5 separate regions of the Mus musculus genome follow, and all the other regions are linked to region 5. The links are chromatin contacts, called in public HiChIP or PLAC-seq, Micro-C and promoter capture Hi-C maps. All regions are on one chromosome and are shown on one strand. Each heading gives the region's core, a stretch centred on a gene start, on an enhancer-like site or on the middle of the called end of the contact. The rest is flanking DNA. Distances are from core to core; before and after follow the strand shown.

Region 1 (4,571 bases), core at 1,862-4,361, 320 kb before region 5:
CTCAGGACTCCTGCCTTTGCCTCTGAGTGCTCAAAGGTGTGCACCACCACTCAGCTCTGAGGCATTTTCTTGATTAGTGAGTGACTAATGGGATCCACAGCCTTCTGTGGGTGGAGCCATTCCTGGGCTGGTGGTCCTGGGTCCTGAGCAAGCCAGTAAGCAGCACCCCTTCATGGCCTCTGCATCAGCTCCTGCCTCCAGGTTCCTGCCCTGACTTCCTCCAATGATAAACAAAGCTGTGGAAATAGAAGCCAAATAAGCCCTTTGTTCCCCAAGTTGCTTTGGTCATGGTGTTTCATCACAACTGTAACCCTAACTAGGACAGCAATTAGTACCAGTTGTGTTTTGACTGATCAGACCATGTATTTGGGAGAGGATTAATTAAGGATTTGGAACCTTGGGCTAGAAAAGCCATTGAGTGTTGTTGAGATCTCAGTGAGCTGTTCTATGGGATCTTGGAAGAGAAGAACGTTAAGAACAGAGCAGGCAACGTGTGACTGGCTTGTGAAATCTCAGAGGAAGTCTGGGAGTCCCTTAAGGACTCTATCAGAGGCAGTAGCTATCTTGGGTAAAGAATCCTGGTTCTAGCCGGGCGTGGTGGCGCACGCCTTTAATCCCAGCACTTGGGAGGCAGAGGCAGGCAGATTTCTGAGTTCGAGGCCAGCCTGGTCTACAAAGTGAGTTCCAGGACAGCCAGAGCTACACAGAGAAACCCTGTCTCGAAAAACCAAAAAAAAAAAAAAAAAAAAAAGAAAAAGAATCCTGGTTCTGGTCAGCTGGGGTTGAAAACTCAGCTGTGATTCACAAGCTAACAGAAACACTGTAGTAACACCTTCGCTTTACTGGGGTGATGGACGCTGATCATCTGGGGCTGAAGAATCAGCTCGGATCAAAAAGGCCAGCAGCTCTGAGGTGAAATCTGTGAAGTGTTTCCTCAGAGTCAACACATAGAAGCTAGTTGTGTTCCAGAAGCAGTCAAGATTGTACCTGGTGCTAAACTTGGTCACATTTAAGAGTCACCCAGGTGGTACTGGTTTTAAAGACATGAAGGGGTCATGGAGAACAGCTGAGGCTTGGTGCTGTGAGTCACCAAGAGAGGCCATTGGTGAAGCTGCAGCCGTGGTGGCAGTTGATGGCCCAGGACTGAAAGGGTCATGCAAAGAAGTTGAGGCTTGGCACTGTGAAAAGAGCCTATGAGAGGCTATTGGTGAAAGTGGGGCCCAGTTGCAGCAGAAGACCCTAGCACTTTGGGACAACCACCAAGAACACCAGCAGCCATGGAGTGGAGCTGGTCAGAGCCTAGAGGGCAAGCTTGTGTGGGCTGCAGGGGGTGGAGCCGGAGAAGTGACCCAAACCCTTAGAGGAGCCCAGAAGATAGTGAGTGAGTTCCAGATATGATATCAGACACCGAGTTATTTACACGGCTGGAGTTTGGTTTTACTTTGATCTGAGTGGGACTGTTCTTTCCTTTTGAAATAAGAAAGCACTTAACTTATTTTTTTTTAATTTTATTTTATAGGGTCCCACAAGTTGAGAGACTTTGGACTTATAAAAGAGACTGGAACTTTTTTTTTTAAAAAGAGATTGATTTTTTTTTAAAAAAAAAAGGGTTTGAATTTGTAAGACTGTGGGCCCTTTTTCATTTGTAAAGTGATTATATTGTGATGTTTCTATCAGTGTGTGATCTTGGGGATGAACAAGAGAGAGAAGGGTGTGGCTTTACAGTGATGTGTTTGTGTGACAAGTTGGTCAGTTGTGCTGGATGGTTTTATGGCCCAAGCTTGACCTAAGCTAAAGTCACCTGAGAGGAGGGAACCTCAACTGAGAAAATGTCCCCACGCGTGCATGGTGGGGCACACCTTTAATCCCAGCACTTGGGAAGCAAGTTGCCTGGCCTACAAAGTAAGTTCCAGGGTAGCCAAATATAGTCCTGGCTGTCCCTGAAATTTACTCTGTAGACCAGACTGGCTTCAAACTCTGATTTCTCTGCCTCTGCCTCCCAAGTGCTAAAATTAAAGATGCGTGCCACCACCACCTGGCTGTAGGCTTTTTTTAGTGATTGATTGGGGGTGGGGCAGCCAACTGTGGGTGGTCCCATCCCTAGGCTTGTGGTCCTGGGTTCTATAGGAAAGCAGGCTGAGCAAGCCAGGGGAAGCAAGCCGGTAAATAGCACCCCTCCATGGCCTCTGCATCAGCTCCTGCCCCCAGGTCCCTGCTCTTCTTGTGCTCCTGTCTTAACAGCAGTGATGGACTATGGGTGTGGAAATGTAAGCCAAGCCTTTCCTCCTCATGTTGCTTTGATCATGGTGTTTCATCACAGTGGTAGTAACCTGAAGCAGTGTGGCCTTGGCACTCTAGGACCTCTCATGTATTAAGGACACAAAAGTTAGAGGGGCTTGGGCCAATCTAGATGCCCCTCCCCCTTCCCCAGTCTTAACCAACCATTGCAGTTCAGCACCTTGACCACCAGGGGCAGGCAGACTGGCACACACCAGGGCTAGGGCTGCTCGGAGGTGCCAGGAACCATTCTGCTATATAGATATGGTGATCTTAGAGGCTCAGAGAGGCTCCGCAGTTCTTGGAAGCCACACAGCAGGTCAGCTGCAGGTTGGAGGCTGGAACCCAGGGATGGATGGCTCTTTGAGCTCCTGGGCTGTGTCGTGGTGGTGGTGGCTGCTTCATTCCCATAGATGGTTACCTAGCAGGTTATGTATATGGAAGAGGGGCCAGGACACTGGTCCTCCACCTGTTATTTGGGCTGCTCTCCATAGACCCCAGATGTAGCTGTGGGATTGCCAGCAGTGCTTGGTGTTTGATAACCTATAGATGGCCCCGGATCAGACCCAGGCCTGTGTAGCATTCTTCCTCTTCTTGAATGGGGTTAAATATGGGAGTTCTTAGGGGAGGAGCCGTGCTCCCAACACTCATGTCCACACTAGTCTTCAGCCTTGAGCACTGAGAGACGCTCTGGGCTTTGGGGAGCAGCTGGGAAGGACTGGCTGTGGGCTCTAGTGTCTGTAGTAGAAAGAAGGGGGCGGGAGGGGATGAAGCTGAGATATGGAGTGACACACTCTTTCCGGGCACAGGGGCATGACCCTGTCTTCACCCAGGCTTTATCTTCCTGCAGTACTTCTCACTTCCTCTCCGACTCCCAGGCTCCTGGGACTGGGACTGGGGCGGCGGTGTGTGTGTGTGTGTGTGTGTGTGTGTGTGTGTGTGTGTGCATCACACGTGCTTGCTTGCTGCCTTCCTCACAACTGGCTCCCTACTTCCGGGCCTCCGGGTAATTCTGCCTTTGTGTTCTCGCAGTGGGTCCTGAGAAGTGTTTGGATGGAGCTCTGTCTCCTGATATCTAAGGTGGAGGACCTTGAGGTCTTGGGGGTAGGGGAGGATCATTTCTCTCCCACTGTGGATCCAATGTGCCTGAAGAGTGTTTCACACACCATAGGGGCTCCTCTGGTATTTTCTTTTCTTTTTACTTAAGCAGTCTACAATGAAAGCTGCCTATGGAGTGTGTCTGCTCCTGCACCTTCTTGTTTCATCCTCGATTTGCCCTTCTTTGTCCTCCTTGTCAGGACTTGGCTTTCCTCTCCACGATCTTGCGGTCCATGTCCAGCGTTAGCCTGGTGATCCCTAGCTTACCGGGGTGGATGCCCACAGGGAGAGTTGTGCCGTTAGCCTTTCCCCACTGCACTCGTTCTATGTGGGTGGCGTGCTTCCTGTACACTTGGACCACCTTGCCATCCGCCGGCCTTTGTAGTGTCCCCGGACAACCTGAACTTCGTCATCCTTCCGTCTCAGCTCTTTGGAAAGAGGGGAAGGTATGATCTTCCTCCGAATTGAGATGGTGCGTTGAAGTGCGTTTGTGGTTCTTGCTTCAGTCAAAAGTCACGAAGGGATTGAATTTCATTCTGGCGGCGGCAATCCAGCAATGGCCGCCAAAGGTCCTCTGGTATTTTCTTTACGAATAAATGAAAGAATGAGGAAGACCTGTGTCTTGAGCCATAGCTGCTTTTCAAGCATCAGGGGACATCAGTGCAGCCAGTGTCCACTGGTACAGCGACAGACTTTGGCCGAGCTCTACCATGCACCATCTTGCATGAAGTAGGGACCTTGAAGTTGCACCCTGGTTCCAAAATGGGGTTAGTGGAGAGTAAGAGAAGTGACACAGGGTTCCCTGAGGACTCCCTGAGAGCATCTCAGAACTGGGGACCATACCTGGAGCCCAGGGCTGGTGTGTGTGTGCTCAATTACCTGTTTCCCTTTCTAGAGTGACTCCGTCCTGACTGCATGGGGTGCACTTAGGACCTCAGAGCCCCGATACATTCCATCTGCACTGGGAGGTGAACAAGAACTCTGTGTTCACTTCCCATCTCCCTGGAGACTCTTCTCCCTTCCAGGACTTGGGTAGCCAAGGGACAGGAGTCCAGTCCTGCCACTTGCCAGTCAGATCCTTCAGTGCTCTGCATTTTGCATCCCATCCCCCGACCCCCAGTGATGGGTTTAGGTCCCACTTGGCCCACTCACTTGGAGCCTAGTTCACCTGGCCTGCCTTGGGTATTTCTTTCCTG
Region 2 (4,904 bases), core at 292-2,791, 430 kb before region 5:
GGGACACCCACACTAACCACCACCACGTCTAGCTCTAAATCAGGGGTTCTCACCGTGAGCCTTGACCCCTTCGAAGTCAAATGATCTCTTCACAGGGGTGGCCTAAGACCATCACAAAACATAGATACTTACATTACAATTCATAATAATAACAACATTACCGTTATGAAGTAGCAACAGAAATAATTTTATGGTCGGGGGTGGGGGGTCATCACAGCATGAACCGTCTAAGCATGGAGAAGGGTAAAAAAACACTATTCTAGACCTTTCTCACCACCCAGAAAGCAGCACTGTATTGGATGGCTCCTCGGGGACTTCTCCCTGGAGCTAGCATAGCTTATGCAGACCCTTTGTCCTTCCTGACCCTGCCTGCTAAACTGCCTGACTACCTAGTGCCAGCAGGTGAAAGGCACCTGCCAGCCTCAGTTCCTGGAAGCCAGCTGCTACTGGGCAAACAGTCCCAGCGGGATAGAGTGTCGCCAGGGGCGGGGACAAGCCTCTGCTTCTCCTCCCTCCGCCCCTCCCTCAGCCTGAAGCCCAGGTGGGCCACTGGCCAGGTGAGGCCCTGTGTGCCTTCCCTAGCCTAGCGCAACCCTCCCGAGACCAGCCTTGCCCCAACCCGAAGCTTGGCCTCCACTGGGGGCCACATGACCCAGTGAATGACCAGCCAGGCTGCCCCAGAGGAGGCTAGGCCTCCAAGGCCCGGTCCAAAGAGCTTCCTGCTCACAGAGGTAGGCTCCCGCCCCCATGACGGACAACTGAGGGTAGCAAGGAGGTCCAATGTCGCTGCCTCCCGGCAGGCGCACACTCTATCACTTGCCGCGGGAGCTTCTGAGACCCTAAGGAGTACCTGCAGGCGGGTCAAGGGGGGGGGGGAGGGTTGGGCGGGGGCGGATGGCACCTGAGGGGGAGGAGGGGGGAGGAGGGGAAGGGCTGGATTGGGCAGAACTGGCCCCAGGTAGGTGAATCCCCACTGCCCAGCCGGTGGTAGAAACAAGCTTTGGGGTTTTGTTTGTTTGTTTGTTTAAGTTTAAGTTGTTTTGGGTTTAAGTTTCTTTTTCTTTTCTGAAACAGAGTAACTAGGTAGACCAGGCTGGCCCTTATACTCACAGATGCACAGTCCACCTGCCTTGGCCTCTGAGTACTGAGATTACAGGGGTGTGCTGTGGACACCTGGTTAGGAGCAGTCTTAGACTTCTATAGAGTTGCTGTCTGAGAACCAGGGTCCGAAGGAACCTGAGGGGGTTTGTCACCCCAGGATCTGAGCCCCAGGCTGGAAAGCAGCTAGGCCCCTGTTCAAGTGTGAGCCCACAGCTGCCCAGAATCAGGCGAGCTGGTGGGAAAATCAGACCCAGACTCTCACAAAGGGGACAGGTGGCCGTGGTGGGCCCCCAGGGAAGCTTCTGTGGATGATGGTGGTAGGGGCGGTGGCCAGGCAGGCAGAAAGTGCATTGGGCAGAACTGGCCCCGAGGTGACACCCACCCCGAGGTGACACCCACACGGCCTTGCCCACCTCTGGCCCCACCTCCTGCCCCTCACACTCCCACAGAAGCCTTCCCTGGCTTCTCACTCCTCTGCTGGTTTCTGCAGATGAGGAATGCGTCAGGGTTTCTGAAGACAGCCGGAGCCCCCCTCGTGTCAGCGACCTGGCTTCCACCCAGCCCCCCTCCGGCAATGCCCACAGTGGCAGCCGGGCCACAGATGGAGCGCGTGGACAACGGCTCGCAGGGGGCCCCCCAGCTCTTCCTCACCAGCGCATTGGCCCGAGGCGTTTCAGGCGTGTTTGTATGGACTGCTCTGCTGCTAACCGGCCACCAGGTAAGCACCTCTTGCACCCCCATCCCCGCTGAGCCTGGAAGTTGCTATGGGACCTGGCCCAGCTCAGATGGGCCCCGTGGACAGATGCTGTGATCATGGGACCTCCAGGGACAGCTCCCAGCACCAGTCACTGAGACATGGTAGGATTCTAGGCATGGTGTTCAAGGGTCTATGGCCCTTCTCCAGAGCTAGCATGTCAGAGCCAGGCCTAAGGAGGGAGATCTCTGCCGAGGTGAGGGCAGATTGCTGGGTGGGTATCCCCAGTCACGTCTGAGGCCCCTCACTCTACTCCCTGAGGTCAGAGCTTAATCCCAGTTCACAGACAGGAACACGGAGGGGTTTCCCCGGGCTCACACAGTGGGAGGAGAAAGGGCCTTTCCCCTCCAGAGATGGCGAAGGCGTGGACCTTGCTCTATAGAGAACCTCAAGCCAGCCAGACAGGGAGTTTGGGGAGGAGGGGTGGGGACTGAGTTGGATAGGAACTGGAACAGTGGAGAACAGGAGGTGTGTTGGGGGTATGAGGGGAGAGATGGGGAGCTACGAGAATAGGGGGCAAGGAGCTGGGGGTGGAGGGTGGGTAAGCAGGAAGCAGAAGCCAGGCATCTAGAATGTGGCGGGGTAGCTGGGGAGCTGGAGGTTGGTTAAGGGAGCTGAGAGCCACGGGCTCTCTGGAACACCCACTTGGCACAGTGGGAGGGCCTGAGTCAGTAGGTGAGCTGGGGGCAGGAAGCAAAAGCAAACACCTCGGCTTGTGACATTCACCTGCTGGCTGGTACCTGTCCAGGTGTGCCTCAGTAACCAGGATACAAGGGAGAAAGATCCGTGCCCGAGGGCAGGCCAGGCACATCCTAGCCACAGAGGTGGCACGAGGCACGCTCTTAGGGTCAGCAGGAAGCCAGAGAGACCAACCTCCATTTACCGGTGGAGAAACTGAGGCAAAAGAGGAAGCAGCTTGCCAAGGTCACCAGCCATATGGTACCAGCCTGGGAAATGTCTCTTGTTGGCTGATCACATTGTGTCCTCCCTCCACAGAGGCTAGGGAGGGAGGAAGGAGCAGATAAGGAGCTGGTCTCTGACCTCAGCAGCCTTCGCACCACCCCACGTGTCCCCTGCACACACACACACACACACACACACACACAGCTCCCTCTAACAGTGACCTCCATGCCACACAGGGCACCTCGTCGCCACGGTGGCCTGGAATCGGGAGGAGGCACCCAGCTCCCAGCTGGCTTACTTTGAAAGACTAGAAGCGTAGGCTGATCCAAGAGGGTCACTAGTGAAGGCTACCCTGAGATCCATATCATGTTGAAGACCAACCTGAACAAACCAGTGAGAACACACACACACACACACACACACACACACACACACACACATCTCAAAATAGAACAAAGGTAAAGGGACTGGACGCAGAGGTCTGGGCTCTGTTCCTAGAACTGAGGTGGGGGTAGGGCACGTCCCTATTCTGTTTCTTGTAGAAAAATCCAGAAGGTCAAGACAGCTTCAAGGTGAACAGTACCTTCCTGGAGTTTTGTTTTGTTTTGTGACAGCATCTTGTAGTTCAGGATGGCCTCAAAGTCCTTATGTAGCAGAAGATAACCTTGAACTCCTGATCTTCCTGCTTCTACTTCCCAAGTACTGAGATGACAGGTGTGCACCACTTACCCTATTTCTATGGGGCTAGGGATAAAGCCCAGGGCTTCCTGCATGCTAGGTAGGCACTCCACCATATCCCCAGCCCTTTCCTTCCATTTTGTCAGGCACGCATGACACCTGACACCCTGTTTCGTTTCCTACTCTGATCTCCGGTACCTTATCCTATCAGAGGACATCTCACAGAGCTGTGTGGCTGTACATCGTTTTTACCAATTCTATAGTATTCCTTTATACATGGGCTTATGGTGTAACCAGTCTGGCCCTCCCACGATGAGCGTAGCCGCAGTATTTGTTCCTATATTTTGCTGTGATGAACATCTTTGCACACAGTTTCTTTCCTCTTTATTTCTGGATATATGTATTCGGTGGGGTAGATTCCTAAAAGGGGTCAAAGAGCATAAGGTCTTCCATGGTCCCCACACTGAGACCTACCTGTGTTACAAGGGACCTTTCAGTCTGCAGGACCCAGGAAATTCTTATTGAATAAATGAATGAATGAATGAATGAATGAATAGCCCAACTTCCAGAATGTTCTTCAAGAACTACAGAGTATCAAAATATGTTGCAGGCTTGAAAATGCTGAAGAAATGAATTTTAGGCCTGAGGTGATGGACAGACTTGCCCACTCAGTTTCTCAACATTCCTCACGCTGCCAGCCTTTAACACAGTGCCTCCTGTTGTGGTGGCTCCAACCATAAAATTATTCTGTTGCTTCTAGCATGAATCTTTTTTGTTGTTGTTGTTTTTTTGCTTGTTTTTTCCAGACAGGGTTTCTCTGTGTAGCCCTGGCTGTCCTGGAACTCACTATGTAGACCAGGTTGGCTCGAACTCTGAAATCTGCCTGCCCTCTACCTCCCGAGTGCTGGGATTAAAGGCATGCGCCACCGCGACCGGCTACTGCTATGAATCTTAGTGTAGATATCTGATGTGCAGGATACCTGATATACAATCTTTAAGGAGGTCGAGACCCACAGGTTGAGAACCACTGGACTATATAGTGCGGCACCCCCACTCCTCCATCTCAAAACCAACAACAGCAACCTTTTTTTTTTTTTAAATTTCTTTCCTTTTTAAATATTTTACACTGTATTGAAGAAGCAAGTTAGAAGAAAGGTTGTCTGGTTTTCAACCTTTTTATTTATTTATTTATTTATTTATTTATTTATTATTATATAAGTATACTGTAGCTGTCTTCAGACCCTCCAGAAGAGGAGGTCAGATCTCATTACAGATGGTTGTGAGCCACCATGTAGTTGCTGGGAATTGAACTCAGGACCTCCAGGAGAGCAGTCAGTGCTCTTAACCTCTGAGCCATCTCTCCAGCCCCGGTTTTCAGCCTTTTACATGTCTATCAAAACAGGAGATAGGTTAGTAGGGAAAGTGCCTGCCCTGTAAACCTGAGGACCTGAGCTCAATATAGCACCCA
Region 3 (5,202 bases), core at 874-3,373, 370 kb before region 5:
CAAGAGCCGTGAGCAGAGGTGAGGCCAACTGCAGACCCCAGGAGCCTCTCGGCCTGGATGCAACTTTGTGTGAACCATGAATTGTGTCCCTTCCACCTCTATTCAGGGCAGCATCTCCTGAGGGGGGTGCTATTGTGCTCAGTGCCTTGGGCACCTGCAAGCCCTCAATAGCAGGGCCAGTATTTTGCTTTTGGTGCCCAGCCCCTCACCTAGGGGTAGACAGTCCAGGCCCTCCCATCTCCTTGGCACATTTTTGTCTGTGGAGAATTTGGCTTACGTCCACGCCATGGTACAGGAGGCAAAAGAGCTGTGGCAAGCTGCCCATCCAGCCTGTGGTCCCTTGACTGTGACAGGCCCATAGTGTGGGCACAGGCTGTGCTTGAGTTTTCTCATAGGAACCATCAGGTGCCCAGCTCACAAACACAAGACCTGGGAGTGTGTGGGTCAGGGAGACCAAAGACTAGGGACTCCTCAGAAGGACAGAGGTGGCCCTCTACTGAGGTCCCTTTTTTAGGAACTTTACCCTGGCATTGCTTGCTCCTCCCAGGCTCGACCCTTCAGCATCCCTGGACTTCCTCTGGGCCTGTATCCATGTCCCCCGGATCTGGCAGGGCCGGGACCAGCGCACTCCACAGGCAGGTCTCAAGAGGTTAGCCCAACCCATGGGTGGTGGCTGCACACACATCCTGGGGCTGACCTGCAGCCTCCTGATTGCAGAAGCGGCGGGAGGAGTTGGTGCTCCACGTGCAGGGCCCAGAGCTGCTCAGCCTGGTGGAGCTTATCCTGTCCGAGGCAGAGACCAGGAGCCAGGATGGGGACAGTGCTGCACGCACCCTTATCCAGACCCGGCTGCCCCTGCTGCTTAGCTGCTGCCGTAGCAATGATGAGAGCATTGGAAAAGTGACCGAGCACCTGACCAGCTGCATCCAGCAATGGGGGGACAGGTACCTGAGTCCCCACTGTGTCCCCTTGCCATAGATGGCTGCTGTGTCACCTGGGAGTGGCTCCTTCAGTACATGTCCCTCCCCTGGCCACACCATCCCAGTGACCCAGTCCCTCTCCCCTCTGCTCTTTCCAGTGTGCTGGGCCAGCGCTGCCGAGACTTGCTGTTGCAACTGTACCTGCAGCGGCCAGAGGTCCGGGTGCCAGTGCCCGAGGTCCTGCTGCAAAGTGAAGGTGCCACCAGCAGCAGCATCTGCAAGGTGAGGGACACAGTCTCCACAGAGCAGGGGGTGGGGGCTGGAGGATGGGGTGCGGGGGGGGGGCTGCACCATCAACCTCACCACAAGGTGAGGGGCATAGTCCCCATAGAGCCTGGAGTGGGGGTGCCATCAGTCTCACCTTAGCTCACCTCACCAGAGCTAGACCTTACTGTGCTAGGCTCTTCCTCTGGATGCAGCTTGGGGCAGAGGGATGCCCCTTCCCCTTTCTGTACCCAGGTTGTGGGCAGACAGGAGTCAGCACATGTGTGTCATGTGGACAATATGGGGCCATGGCCTCCATCACGAGGGTCGTGCACTGTCACCCCAGAGTACCCCAGAGGTCTCCACCTCCTACCCATTCTGGCCAGCTCCACTGTGCCTCAGCAGGGCAGACCAGCTTGCGTCCTCTGGAGTTTTGTGTGAGGGGCCACATGAGCTCCTGCCTTTGGTGTGATCGCTAGAGTGTCCGTGCTGAGCGTGTGTCTGCTGCTGCGTGATGTCCTGGGCCATGAGGGGGTAGGGGGAGTTCAGACGGTGTATAGGCAAGTAGTCTCCCCTCCCCCTAGCTGGACGGCCTCGTCCATCGCTTCATCACGCTCCTGGCAGACACCAGCGACTCCCGGTCTTCTGAGAGCAGAGTGGCTGACGCCAACATGGCCTGCCGGAAGCTGGCTGTGGCCCACCCCGTCCTGCTGCTGAGGTGCGTGCTGTCACAGCCTGTGGTGCTGGGTGACTCGGGGGAAGGTGTAACCAGGGACATTCTTCTGCTCTGCCCAGGCACCTGCCCATGATCGCAGCCCTCCTGCACGGCCGCACTCATCTGAACTTCCAGGAGTTCCGGCAGCAGAACCACCTGGCCTTCTTCCTGCATGTGCTGGGCATCCTGGAGCTGCTGCAGCCGCGTGTGTTCCAGAGCGAACACCAGGGGGCGCTTTGGGACTGCCTGCGATCCTTTATCCGCCTGCTCCTGGTGGGTGCCAGGCAGACTGTCCCCCACATTCCTCAGCCGTACATCCTCCCATGGCCCCTCCTGTCCTTGCCTGACTCCCTTCTGCTCCTACAGGACAGCCTGGAGCCAGGGCCAAAGCCAGGCCACTGCCCAGTGGCTTCTGTCTCCACTGTCTGAAGACCAGCTCTTCACTGAGGCTCCTAAGCCCCAGTATCCCCTGCCTGGGGAATCCACATTCAAGTCCCATGGGTGCTATTTGTTGGTGTCATATGCCTAGTATATACATAATATTATGAAAACAAAAGCCAGGCCAGCCAGGTGTCAGAGTAGCACACCTGCAATCAGCACGAGGGTAGCTGAGGCAGGAGAATTGTAAGTTCTGCACCAGCCTTGGCTATAATATTGAGGCAATATCAGGGTCTGACTCAGGGGCTGGAAGGAGGGCTTAGAGATTAGAGAGCGTTAGCTGCTCTCGCAAAGGAAGACCCTGGTTTGGGTCCCACCACCCACATGGTGGCTCACAAGCATGAGAAACTCTAGTTCCAGGACACCAGACACCCATGTAGTGCACAGACATACAGACATACATTCAGGCAAAACATTCGTTCAATAAAAAACAAAACATCAGGCCCCAGTCAGGCTAGCTCTGTGCTCATGGCTGTCATGGGGGTCATGTATGGTGTAGAGGGTCTGAGGAAGCCTCTGGTGGTTCTGCCTTCTCTACAGAACTACCGGAAGTCCTCCCGCCACCTGGCTCCCTTCATTAGCAAGTTCGTTCAGTTCATCCACAAGTACGTGGGCTGCAGCGCACCAGCAGCCGTGGCCTTCCTGCAGAAGCACGCAGAGCCCCTCCAGTGAGTCCCCACACCTGCCCAGGCTGGCCAGTGGCCCCACACTGGAGCCAGGAGGGGCAGTCCAGACAGTGAATGTTCTGGTCTGAATTGCAGCCTTCAGCTTCATCCCCACTTGCTCCTCCTTACCCCTCCTCCCCATTCACTCCTCCTCACTCACCTCTCTTCCCCATTCACTCCTCCTCACCCCTCCTCCCTATTCACTCCTCCTCACTCACCCCTCCTCCCCATTCACTCCTCCTCACCCCTCCCTATTCACTCCTCACTCACCCCTCCTCCCCATTCACTCCTCACTCACCCCTCCTCCCTATTCACTCCTCACTCACCCCTCCTCCCCATTCACCCCTCCTCCCTATTCACTCCTCCTCACTCACCCCTCCTCCCTACCATTTCTCTTTGCACTTGCCTAACCCCAGGCCCTCCTTCCTGCCCTGCTGCTTCTCCTTGCCTGGCACTCTTCCCCGCCTGCCCTCCTCTGAAGTGAACCCGTGCTTCCTCCACAGTGACCTGTCCTTTGACAACAGTGACCTGGTGATGTTGAAGTCTTTACTGGCAGGGCTCAGCCTGCCCAGCCGGGATGGGAGAACTGACCAAGGCCTGGATGAGGAAGGCGAAGGTAAGCAGACAGGTGAGCTCTTGGGGGGGGTTGTAGGGAGGGTCCTGGTGGGTGTGGCTGAGCCCTGAAGCTTCATCTGTCCTCTGTGTGTGTGTGTGTGTGTATGCGCACGTGCGTGTACGCGCACGGTGCCATGACCAAGCTGACTGAACAGAGCCGCCTCATGGAAATGCTTGGTTCTGCTTCAGACATTACCTTTCTGGATGTTTCCCGTGTGCTGCCCGGGCAGGTTGGTCCTTAGGTCAAGGTCTTACACCTACCTCACTTGCCTGATGGTGGCTCATGCTCCACAGGTGGGACGCTACCCTTTGCTGCCTCTGTTGGCCAGATTGACTGTAGTCTCGGGCTGCCTGAAGGCACATAGAAGGTCCTTCATAGTGGACATGCTGCACAGACACAAGCCTCCCATGTGGAGTGGCACCTTGTGGGCAGAGGCGAGGGAATGCACTCCTAAACTGGCCCGCATCCTGACTGCCACCCTCCAGTCCTGACCACCACATAGACTAAGCATAGTGTGGCACCCTGGATAGTGGCCAGTGTGCCTCTGGGATGGGCATGGTCTTTCCATAGAGTCTGCAGGTCTGGCTGGGCCCTCAGTGTTCAGCCATCACCTGACCCTGACTAACCTTTCACAGATGAGCGTTCGGCCGGCTCCCTACCCCTGGTCAGTGTCTCCCTCTCCACCCCACTGACTGTAGCCGACGTGGCTCCTCACATGAAGAGGCTGTCCCGGGGCCGGGCTGTTGAGGGTGAGTGAGCCCCCTGTTCCTAGACCACCCTGGATCCACTGAGCAGTTTGCTTAGATAGCACAACGGACCCCCAAACGCATTGAGCTTCTTAAGGAAGACCAACAGGGTGGCTGGTAGGTCTGTCAGTCTTCAGAACAGAACCAGGGTGGACTAAAGGGGTTTGCTCCAAGTATCCATTTTACAGGGCGAGCCACTGGTCATGGCTTCCCAGGAGACCAGTGTGAGGCCAAATGGGGAAGGCATAGGATATGTCCTAGTCAGGATAACCACTGAGCATGGTACACAGTTCCCGGTGCATCTTGGGGAGACTCTGGGAAACTAGGATGCCTGGGGACTGTCCCTTCCTGTCTCAGAGTTGCTTGGGGTAGGAGGCTCCCCTTAGGTCCCCATAGACCCCACAGCCTGGTCTTTGCCCTCAGATGTGCTCGAGACCCTGAGTGACATAGACGAGATGTCGCGGCGGAGACCTGAGGTCCTGGGCTTCTTCTCGGTGAGTAAGGCTGGAAAGAGCCCAGGTTGGGGTCTAAAGGGCAGTACTCACCCCTCTGCCATGCAAGCGAAGCACTGCCCCAGACAGAAGCAGGAGGCCAAGTGGGCTGTCCCACTGCCCTGGTGACAGCTTGTGGAAGAGTTACCATTAGGGTGAGTCCCCACGGTGACACTCTTCTCTCACGTGAGCAGACCAACTTGCAGCGGCTGATGAGCTCAGCGGAGGAGTCCTGCCGCAACCTGGCCTTCAGCCTAGCACTGCGCTCCATTCAGAACAACCCCAGGTAGGTGAAGCCCCAGCCTAGGGCCACTGTCACCCCAGCTAGCTGAGCCAGGCATAGGAGG
Region 4 (5,059 bases), core at 1,883-4,382, 450 kb before region 5:
CCATATAACCCCTGGGGTTCTGTTTCGTGACCAGAAAGCCCTGTGCTGAGCCTCCACCACTGCCACATGCACCTCTGCACCAGCCTAGGGACACACATGGGCCAATTTGAAGAGTCACATCATACTATCTCACTTCACAACACTGCTTTGCTCTGGAAAGAAAAAAAAATCAGTTTTGCAGCTGGACCTGCTGTCCCAGGCCTGGAATCTCAGCTCCTTGGGAAACTGAGGCAGGAGGATTGCAAGCTCAAGGCATACTTGAGCTACACAATGAATTCAAGGCCAGCTGGGCAACTCATCCTGTCTCAAGATAGTAAAGAGAGGGCTGAAGATGTAGCTCAGTAGTAGAGTTCCTACCTAGAATTTCCCCAGAGAGGAGCAAGGAACATGGCACCACAATAGATCACGCGCCCAGACTCCCCCAGTGAAGGGCTGGAGGGATTGATCAGTAATAGAGCCTTTGCTTAGTTGGCCAAGCATCTGGGTTCAAACTCCATCATAGTGGGTGGTGGAGGTGACCAAACAGGGCTCCAAAGCTACAGCCTGGGGCAAGGAGGGGGAGAGACATACATGGCGAATCCTTCTGTCTTGGAGATAGCTTTCCAAGGTTCTAGAATAATTCTATTGTCTTCTGAGGGCCTCTGTTCCCTCGTCTGTGAAATGAGCAAACAATAAGATGACCCAAGGTTTCTATGATTGCCTCAGTCCTAAGCAAATGTAAACTTCTGAGCTATGATCCCAGCCCCACTTTGGGGGAATTCTAGGCAGGGCTCCTGGAGCCACGCCTCAGCCCCTCCATATCTCCTGGAGGGGAAAAAGTACACTGCATTTAGACTGACAATCTTGACAGAGGCAATGAGAGTGGGCTTCCATGACAGGGAAAACAACGGCGGCCGCCTCCTCCTCCTCCTCTTCCTCTTTCTCCTCCTCCTTTTTTGGTTTAATTGTTTTGGGGTTTTGTTTGTTCGAGACTGGGTTTCTCTGTATAGCCCTGGCTGCCCTGAAACTCACTCTGTAGACCAGGCTGGCCTTGAACTCAGAGATCTGCCTGCCTTTGCCACACTAGTGCTGGGATTACAGGCACACCACATCCCAGCATGAAAAAAAAAAAAAAAATATATATATATATATATATATATATATATATATATATATTCAAATGCCTGGCCTCAAAGCCTCTGTATAACCCAGAGGAACCTTGTGCTCCTGGACGTTCTGCCTCTGCTTGCCAAATGCTAGGACTGCAGGTGTGCCACACCAGGCTCTGTTGTTTCTTGACTGTATGATAGGAAATGAAAATAGCCCAGGGCTGGTGAGATGGCGCAGCAAGCCTGCCAACCTGAGTCCAATTCTCAGGACCCATGTGATGGAAGAAAGGAATCAACCCACTCCTACAGGTTCCCCTCTGACCTCCATGTGTGCAGTGGCACAGTGGTCCCCATACACGTGTGTGTGTGTGTGTGTGTGTGTGTGTGTGTGTGTGTGCGCGCGCGCGTGTGGTGTATGTGTGTATGCACACATATTAAGGTCAGTGGTCAGAGCCAGGTGATGTGGAGGGTGCCTGTCATCGCAGAATTGGGATGTAATTGGAAATAACTAGAAGGCGAGTCATGAGTAGATCAGTGACTCATCGCCATAGGGATAGATGTTGCGATCTCTGACCCTCTGCAGGTCAGATCAGACCTAGTATGTGAATGTGCCTTGAGTGTAGGACTTAGCCTATTTCTGATTAGTCTCTCCCTAGAGCAGCTGTTTTCAACCTGTGGGTTGTGAGAACCTTTCACAGAGGTCACTTAGGGTCATAGGAAACACATTATGGCTCATAACAGTAGCAAAATTACAGTTATGAAGTAGGAATGAAAATAATTTTATGGTTGGGAATCAGCACAACAGGAGGATCTGTACTAAAGGGTCACACATTAGGAAGGCTGAGAATCCCTGAGCTAGAGCTTTATAAGCTGGACTTGGTTCTAGTGGAGTCCACAGTTCCACTCAGTGAAGCCCAGAACATCTCCGAGCAGGAGACAGGCAGGGCATTGATGAAGCTGAGTGTCAACTGCAGAGCCTGGAATGGGAGTGTGTGTGTGGGGAAGACATCCATGTACCCCCATTTATCCATCCATCTATCCATCCATCCATCCATCCATCCATCCATCCACCCATCCATCCCACCCACCTATCCACCAACCCATTCATCCATCCATCCATCCACTCACCCACCCACCCACCCACCCATCCATGCACCAACCAACCCACCCACCTATCCATCCATCTGCCCTCAGCTGCAGAGTGGCTAGCAGGAAGAAGACTCCTAAAGCCTGACTCCTCCTGTGTTACCTCCCTCTAAGCCATCATCCCAGCAAATCTGAAGGATGGAGCTGTGTCTCTGAAGCTGCTTTAAGGCTTACCAAGCATGGAGTGGGAGCTACAGAGGCCGTACGTACGGTTCCCACACTGCCAGCCCTTGTCCTTCTTTGAATTATTTTTATTGAAAAAAAAATTTTGAAACAAGATGTTTAAGTCGGGATTCTCTAGAGGAACAGAACGGTTTGTCAGTTTTATGTTACAGGGAGACTTACCAGACTGGCTTATATAAAGTGGTCTGGGAAGTCTGGCAATGACTGGCTCACTCCGAAGAGGATGAGAACTTGATACCCGCCTTGTCCATGCCCAGGCTGGATGTCGCCGCAGTCTCAGTCAGTGCTGAAGGCAGAGGGGTTCTGCAGAGGTCTTTGGTCCATGCTGGAAGGCTAAAGAAGCTGGGTTCTGGTGGTGGTGGCCGCAAGATGACAACAAAGTAGATGTGCTTGCTAGTGTGGCATGAAGGTGAGCAGGCAAAAGAGCAAACGCTTTTCTTTCTCAGACTTCTTTTTGTCTGAACTGCCAACAGAAGGTACCACCCACTGGCAGAATGGGTCTTTCCACTTCAATTAAAAGGATCGAGGCAGTCCCTTACAGGTGTGCTCAATGGCTTACCTGTTGGCTGATTCCAGACCCACTCACATTAACAATCAAGAATGATCATTTCTTTAAAGAGTCTCAACTAAGTAGCCCAGCTACCTAGAACTCATGCTTCTCGTGTCTTGGCCTCCCAAGTTCTGAGAATACAGGCGTGCCCACTGGTCTGACTCACCATGCTTCTGCTTGCAAATATTCATGAATAGAGACATCAGAGAGCAAGCCACAGATGTACTCCTGGGTCTGTGTGTCCAGCAGCAGCAATGGCTCTGTTGACCCGGGAAGGGATGGAAACTCTACCAAGCACATCTTGGATGTATCAGGTCCCCCGAAACGAAGCCTTTTGGCAAATGGTGTGTCATTTAATCCCTGAAAGGAGGAAGTGCAGTCACGGGCCACGCTCTGAGAGAACTTCCTAGCTTTGGTGTTCAGTGAAGAAGACTGATAAGGAGCATTACACGTAGGAACCCTTTGTATGAACTGACTGGAAGAAGTTGAATCACCGACAGGAAGCTGATGGTGGGCTCCAGGGACCTCTAGAAGCACCCAGGCTGGCTAACCTAACCTACTTAGTGAAGTCCAGACCAACAATACACCCTATCTCAAAACAAAAGGCGAAGGGGGCCCAAAGAAGGACACCTGAAGTTGTTCCCTGAAGCCATTTGATTGAATATCCAACGATAAAATAAAAAATTTTTAAAAATAATAAAAAAAGTAAATAGGTACAAAATCAGCACACTCCTCTTTATACAGAGTTGGAAAATCCTACCGGAGGATCATGGTTGAACTACCATCCAGGTTGTTATAAAAAAAAAAATTGTGACCCTATAAACATGCAGATCAACTCTGCAATTATTGTTATTTCTGTAGGTTAATCCTGACTACATTCATAACTAAAATGTCTAGAGTATTAGACAAATACTCTATTATTACCAAAATAAGGCCCCGGGCTCTGCTGAAACTGGAATCCTGGGAGCTTGTGAGTCACAGGCTATGGGTTCTGGGGAAACAGCCAGGTTCACTGTGGAACCCAGTTCTGCCTCTCAATCAGCTTATTTTAATTATTTTTGCATTTTTAATTTTTTGTGTGTATGGGTGTTTTGCTTGTATACGGGTGTGTGCACACGCCTGCCTGGTGAACTCGGACACCAGAAGAGGACACTGGACCTCATGGGGCTGGAAATACTGAGGATTGTTAGTGACCCTGTAGGTGTTGCCATTCAAAGTCGGTTCCTCTGAAAGGGCAGCCAGTCCTCTTGCTGGTTCAGCCATCTCTCTAGCAACCTCATTTTCTTTTTGAGACACGATCTCACGCATCCCAGGCTAGCCTTGAACTCACTATGTGGCCCGATCCTCCTGCCTTGACCTCCCAGTCAAGCAAGACAGACAGACACTATCATGATCTGTTTAAGCAGTGCTGAGAATCAAACGGGGCGGGGAGGGGGGCTGTATGCACGCTAAGCAAGTGCTCGTCTATCAACTGAGCTTCGTCCCCAGCCTCTCACGTCGACTTTCAGTCAGTCAGGGTGTCATTCGACAGCCTCAAACTTGCCATCTTCCAAACCTCAACCTCCCAAGTGCTGGGTTACAGAAATGGTCTACCACACTTGACCTTTATAAAACTCTCCGCCCCCACTATTGACACTATTAATTCCACTGTTGTCTTACTTTGTTTTTCTGTTGCTGTCATAAAATACCCTGACAAAGTCAACTTAAGCTTACAGTTCCAGAGGGATAATGCCCACTGTGGTGGGTTGCAGGCAGGGTAGATGTGGAGGCAGAAGCAGGATGCGGACCTGTCACATTGTATCCACTACTCAAAAAGCTGAGCATAAAGAGGAAGTGGAGTCTGTCTATAAAGCCTCAAGGCCCGCCTTCTGTGACCCACTTCCTCTAGCCAAGCTCCACCTCCTTAAGGCTCCTTAAGCATCTACTGCAGACCAAGTTTTCAAACACATGAGCCCAAAGGGGATATGTGGGTCCTGGGACCCACACAAAAAACAATAGGAGTGGCAAGTGCAGGCAACCACTGAACCATCCCTCCGGCCCCAGCAACAGCCATTTTAAATATGATTACTTAAGCTTCTTTCTAGCCTGGCCT
Region 5 (5,045 bases), core at 840-3,339:
TTACTTCTGCCTCAGAGCAGGCAGGGTGCCTATATGGGACCCTGGGCTGCCTTTTTCCCTGGAGGAAGAGAGAACTTATTCTTCTGCTCACAGTTTACTTGTTAACTTGGATTCTTTCCCTGACTAACACAGTTTGAGGCCTGTAGCCTCAACTACAGACACAACACCAGGAGGAGGTAGTGGGAAATAAGCAACAACAACAACAAAAATAGATAAATAGAGGCGTCCTCAGAACAAGGAGCAAACTCAGAACAGATAGTCTCCGTTTCAGTCACCGGGTAGGCGTGCACCCCCATCTGGGCTCCTGATAACCTCAGCTTTTAAAAAAACCTGGGTGTGGCTTCACCTGCAGGGAAGTGCTCAAAGCCACAGATCTTATCATGGCTCTGGTGGTTATTTTTACTCATCTTGTCACATTTGCTCCCATCACAACAATGCTCTGCTGGGTTTACAGCGCTCCTAATTCAGATGGGGAAACTCCTGTATGAAAGGGTCCCCAGAGTGGACATTGGGGTGCACAGGTCACTCTGCGTCTCTGCTGAAAAGTCAACCACGTCTCTCTGCAGACCGAGTCCTCTCTGCCTTTTGAAGCCTCTGTGGTGCTTGGAGTCCTGGGCCACCAGGGCCTTTGAGAGCTCAGAGACACATGTGACCCAGTGCTGGCCAGCCAGACTTGTAGGTTGAACTGTCCGGCTGCTGGGTCAGGACAGCTCGAGCCACAGGGAAGCTGAGAGGCTGCAGGCAGGAGCAAGTAACTAGGGCAGGTTAAGGAAAACAGGAGCCTCACTTGTGAGCACAGATCTCACTCCCCCAAGGGCTTGGCTTCATGTCTCAGTATGTTTGGGTCATTAAAGGAGGGGATTATGCTAGGACATTGTGGGGTAAGGAAGGAGAGAATGCCCAGGGAGCTGCAAGAGTCTCCTCCAGTCTGTGAACCACACAGGCATCCCCTCCCAACTACTCAGCCTACACATTCTGACCTAAATCCCCATGCATCCCCACATTAGGTTTAGCTGGATGTGTCGCAGCTTTCTTCATGAGCCCATTCAAGAGTCACGGGGAGCCGGGCGTGGTGGCGCACGCCTTTAATCCCAGCACTCAGGAGGCAGAGGCAGGCGGATTTCTGAGTTCGAGGCCAGCCTGGTCTACAAAGTGAGTTCCAGGACAGGGCTACACAGAGAAACCCTGTCTCGAAAAACCAAAAAAAAAAAAAAAAAAAAAAAGAGTCACGGGGACACTGATACACTGTACCCTGGGAGCAACCAGAGGTTCTAGTTTGGAAATCTGGACCTTGTGGTTGTTCTTCAAAGACTTACATGGCAGGTTAGGATAATGTGACTGTACCCTTAGTGTAATTATTAATAGTGTTTCCTTGCACTCACAGAGATAGTGCCTGGTCCCCTATGGGTGGAGTGGCCTCAGGACACGTCCAGAGGCGTTTCAATAGGATTAACTTATAGTTCTTTCAAGCTAGCTTAACCCCAGGTTATCAGTGCCTCTGATACATGGAGGTGGACATAGATGTCAGGTTGCTGGATCAGGACGAGAATAGGAATGCAGCTCGCAAGAACATAATCACAGACCGGGGCGCGCTAAATTGGCAGGTGCTGTTCTGGACAGCGGGTACTAAGTTAGTCCTAGTCAGCAAGCCTGAGGACCGAAGAAACTGTATCCCTTCACTTGGGGTTCTAGTTGCTGGTACTGCCTCCCGTGCCCGATGAATGTTCAGGGCCGATGGCGCAAGTTCCGCTATCTCTACGCACGGGTTCCAAATGTCCTGACGCTCTTAACCAACAGAAGGGACGAAGATGGTAACCGTAGCGTCCTAGGAGAGCCCGTCCGCCTCCTCGGGCAGCAAACCCACCGCCCGCCGCGGGTTCAGGACCACACTCCCTGTCCCTGGCGTCCACCCAGCGCAGCCTGGCGCGGTCTCCTCCCGCCTGGAACAGAGCATTAGGGGCTCCCCTCCCCGGGCCCCACTCACCGCTCGCTGGGCGGCGGCCCGCGCACCGGCCGCGGGCGGGCAGCTGGGCTTGCAGGAGGCAGCGGAGCTCACGGCGCGCACGCCGTGGGGGCTGTGTACACACGTGACCCCGTCCCGCCCCCGGGGGCTGCTCGCGTGGTCCCGCCCCCGCCCGCCGAGCAACGCCGTCAGGCCCTGCCCTCTCTCCCGACCCACAGCTCGGTGGCTCCGCCCTTTTCTTGGAACCGGTGCTTAGTTCCCGCAGGCTCCGCCCCCAGTCCGAACGGACAATCCCCTTGGCCAGCCACGGCCGGCCGCCTTAATGCTGGAGGGCGGCGCACCTGCCCCCATTAAAGTTTGTAATTTCCCCGACCTGTGCTTCCCCGGTCCTAGAGGCGTCTAAGTGGAGCTGTCCGGAGAAAACAGCTCCGACCCACTGTGTAGCTGCTGTCCAACATGAAAGTGGGAATGGTGCCATTTAGAGTATTTGCCTAACAGTCAGGAAGCCCGGCGTTTAGTCCTCAACACCACATAAGCCAGGGGTAGTGGTGCGTGCATACATGTAGTCCCAACACTCAGGAGATAGAGCAGGGAGGATCAGAAGTTCAAGGCTGTCCCTGGCTACATAGTCACCTGAAGGGTATCCTGGGATACATGAGATCTTAAAAAACAAAGAGTAACAACAACAAAATACACACACACACACAGATAGCCTAACTGGGCATGATGGTGCCCATCTATAATCTCAGCACTCAAGAGGCAGAGCAAGGACTGCCATAAATCCAAGGCTGTTGTAGCTTACATAGCAAATTCTGGGCCAACTGGGGTTGCAAAGTAAGACTGTCAAAAGTGGGGGGAGGGTCCTGGAGTTGTTGGCCCAATTGCAAGCAGGAGGACCTATGTTTGATCCCTCAGAACCCATGTCAGAAAGGTTGAGTGTGGTAGCATGTGCTTGTAGTGCTAGGGAGGTGGCAGGCGCTGGGGCCCTTTGGGCCAGCCTATCTAACTTTCACATTTCAGGCCACCAACCACCCCCACCCCCAAAAAGCCAACCCTGTCTTATAAAAAACAAGGTGGACAGCACCTGAGGAATGATGGCCAAGGTGGACCTCTGGGCTCCATAGGCACATAATCTAAAATGAAAGTAAACCATAAATAATTGACCCTCAGGATTCCTGGTGAGACTCTGAAGTGTCAGGGTTCCTGGGCCTTCCAGAGGGTTCCTGTGAGGTTTCACTCACAACTGGGGAGTGCTGCTGGTGAACCGAGCACCCTCCTAGTGCAAGGCCCCACTGGCTGCCTGCTCTGCACCACCCGAAGCACAGCACAGATGTTCAGAGTAAGAGGGCCCAGCCGCCGACTCGGCTGCGGGCGGTCCTCCCATTGAGCAGGCATGTCCCCGAGCTAGACATCTTGGACATGGTAGGGTGTGTGAATTGCTGTCTGACCTCGTGCTCTGAGGTTGATATTTGAAAAATCCCACAGAGCTGGCCTCCCTCGTGCTGCAGGGAGGGCTCCTAAGGGTCAGGCATGGCCCCTGCTCGGGCCGTGTACTCAGTGGTCACGAGTCTCAGCTCACACAGCAGCCCAGTGCCCTGCCGAGGCCAAGCGCCATGGAAACGCCCGGAACTTCCCTTCCCGGGCCACATTCTTGGGACTTGGCAGGTCTTCCTGGCTGTTCTGGAGTGGCAGTTGATAAGATCAGCTGCATTCCACAAGGGCACTTCGAAATGCTGGGCAGGAACCAGAGAGCAGCCCTGTTTCCCCGAGCCGTTGCATTTGTCTTTCGTGGGCTTGGGGTGGTGGTGGGGTTACATCTGTCCTCACCAGTTCCCCATGTTCTCCACTTTCTCTCGTGCATTTGAGCATTGTTGGGAAGGTTCGAATCTAGGGGACACTGGCCAGGAGCAGGGAATATGTTTAAGTTAATTATTAGTTTTTGATGGGGGCTAGGGGCTGTAGCTAAGTTGGTAGAACGCTTACTTAACATGCATAAAGCCTAGGACCCATCCCCAGCACCACCTAAACAATGTATGGCGGTGGATGCCTGCAATCCCAGCACATAGGAGGCGGGAGGATCAAGAACTCAAGGCCAGCCTTGCCTTTAGAGCACTTTTAAAGCTAGCCTGATCTCCATGAGGTTTTCTCTCAGTAAATAAATTACTTTATTTGTAGAGTTACATGAATATAACCTATTGCCACTGAGAACCTAGCATATTGCAGACTTCATTTTATTTTACTTTTGACACAGTGTCTTACCCAGTCTAGCCTTGAATTTGCGATCCTCCTTTCCGAGTCTCCCAAGTGTTGGAATGACAGAAAAGAGCCGTCTCACCGATCGCCAACTATGGAAAGGTGGCCACGTTGAGCTGTGGTTGAGGCAGGTGGTCTGAGTTCACTTGAAGCTGTGGTTCCTGTGTGGTGAGCCACAGGTCATCTCTGTCAGCACAGGTCCCGGTGCCCTTTCTGGTACCCTTCCCATCCCTTCTCATCAGTCAGCTACCCTGGCTGCCCGCCAGGGCCTTTCCTGTCCTCGGTGGAAACAGATCTTCCCCCTTAGTAACACGAGAAGGGCCAGGCTTCATCTCCAGCTGCAGCTAGGCCTTCCGGCCTCCAGATGATCCCGATGTCATTTTCGGTTGCTCTTGGCAGAGGAGAACCTGGCATGCAGTGACACAGTTCACACTCAGAAGATCTCATCACGGTCTTCTGTGTTGGTGACAAGCTGGAGTATCCAGGACTATTGACTAACAGAGCACCTTCCCTAACTAAAGTCCCCTCTCAGGGCCCTAGCCACAGGCATGTGAGCAGTTGCCCTTGGGGAGGCTCCAGAAGCAATAGGAATTGCCTGCACGTGTGGTGGGGGCAATGAGACGTGTGGACCTGCCAGGCTACACCAAGCCCCTAGCCTTTCCTGTGGCCCTGGGAACCCTGCTCCCCACAGCCTCACCTTCACCCTCTCTAGCCTGAGACTTGAGGAGCTCTGCATCAGAACAAGCCTGCCATAGCCCTGCTGGTACTCTGAGCCCTACGCAGATCACCTCGGGCACGAACGGTGGCAGCTGAAGAGACGGGAAGGAGA

Evidence for each region. Promoter capture Hi-C pulls out the DNA fragments that hold promoters and counts their contacts. Hi-C and Micro-C count contacts between places; a contact is called where the count stands out from the background. HiChIP or PLAC-seq counts read pairs in DNA pulled down with a chosen protein or histone mark.
Region 1: a Micro-C map of the G1E-ER4 cell line shows a contact between it and region 5. The contact joins the enhancer-like site here to the promoter of Gpr146 in region 5. A contact is called at or near these places in 7 of 39 promoter capture datasets (the 3T3-L1 cell line, 3T3-L1-derived adipocytes, the C10 cell line and 4 more), 3 of 484 Hi-C or Micro-C datasets (the G1E-ER4 cell line, nephron progenitors and olfactory sensory neurons) and 6 of 115 datasets of contacts at active chromatin or transcription factors (the NIH/3T3 cell line, bone marrow-derived macrophages, embryonic basal ganglia and 3 more).
Region 2: a FOXA1 HiChIP or PLAC-seq map of pancreatic cancer cells shows a contact between it and region 5. The contact joins the promoter of Tmem184a here to the promoter of Gpr146 in region 5. A contact is called at or near these places in 6 of 39 promoter capture datasets (the 3T3-L1 cell line, the HPC-7 cell line, cranial neural crest and 3 more), 3 of 115 datasets of contacts at active chromatin or transcription factors (large pre-B cells, memory CD8 T cells and pancreatic cancer cells) and 1 of 9 other capture datasets (liver).
Region 3: an H3K4me3 HiChIP or PLAC-seq map of embryonic midbrain shows a contact between it and region 5, with 5 times the contacts expected there. The contact joins the enhancer-like site here to the promoter of Gpr146 in region 5. A contact is called at or near these places in 5 of 39 promoter capture datasets (the 3T3-L1 cell line, 3T3-L1-derived adipocytes, cranial neural crest and 1 more), 31 of 484 Hi-C or Micro-C datasets (B cells, the Ba/F3 cell line, the G1E-ER4 cell line and 19 more), 10 of 115 datasets of contacts at active chromatin or transcription factors (the HPC-7 cell line, the NIH/3T3 cell line, differentiating embryonic stem cells and 7 more) and 2 of 9 other capture datasets (embryonic stem cells and macrophages).
Region 4: a promoter capture Hi-C map of pre-B cells shows a contact between it and region 5, with 2.2 times the contacts expected there. The contact joins the enhancer-like site here to the promoter of Gpr146 in region 5. A contact is called at or near these places in 4 of 39 promoter capture datasets (erythroid cells, fetal liver, liver and 1 more) and 3 of 115 datasets of contacts at active chromatin or transcription factors (large pre-B cells, memory CD8 T cells and pancreatic cancer cells).

The regions. Positions count from the first base shown.
Region 1 is chr5:139,700,986-139,705,556 of GRCm38.p6, reverse strand. No RefSeq gene overlaps it. Among named protein-coding and RNA genes, the nearest start is that of Micall2, 33 kb to the left of the region's middle. Within about 2 kb of position 3,111, at least 25 of the 459 cell types and tissues checked have an H3K27ac peak or open chromatin away from gene starts, as enhancers often do. A contact at or near this core is called in the G1E-ER4 cell line and bone marrow-derived macrophages, where this site is marked.
Region 2 is chr5:139,809,880-139,814,783 of GRCm38.p6, reverse strand. It overlaps Tmem184a (transmembrane protein 184a), which reads left to right and starts at 1,541. Exons shown (of 8, transcript NM_144914.3): 1 at 1,541-1,819. The coding sequence starts at 1,592.
Region 3 is chr5:139,751,877-139,757,078 of GRCm38.p6, reverse strand. It overlaps Ints1 (integrator complex subunit 1), which reads left to right. Exons shown (of 47, transcript NM_026748.2): 35 at 1-18; 36 at 548-635; 37 at 718-944; 38 at 1,079-1,202; 39 at 1,769-1,902; 40 at 1,980-2,172; 41 at 2,878-3,005; 42 at 3,506-3,618; 43 at 4,254-4,367; 44 at 4,788-4,858; 45 at 5,050-5,141. Among named protein-coding and RNA genes, the nearest start is that of Mir7037, 13 kb to the left of the region's middle. Within about 2 kb of position 2,123, at least 9 of the 459 cell types and tissues checked have an H3K27ac peak or open chromatin away from gene starts, as enhancers often do. A contact at or near this core is called in differentiating embryonic stem cells, where this site is marked.
Region 4 is chr5:139,830,629-139,835,687 of GRCm38.p6, reverse strand. No RefSeq gene overlaps it. Among named protein-coding and RNA genes, the nearest start is that of Gm38727, 3.4 kb to the left of the region's middle. Within about 2 kb of position 3,132, at least 14 of the 459 cell types and tissues checked have an H3K27ac peak or open chromatin away from gene starts, as enhancers often do. A contact at or near this core is called in pre-B cells, where this site is marked.
Region 5 is chr5:139,377,683-139,382,727 of GRCm38.p6, reverse strand. Gpr146 (G protein-coupled receptor 146) reads right to left here and starts at 2,089. Exons shown (of 2, transcript NM_030258.5): 1 at 1,985-2,089. The region is part of intron 2 of 3110082I17Rik (RIKEN cDNA 3110082I17 gene); the gene reads left to right.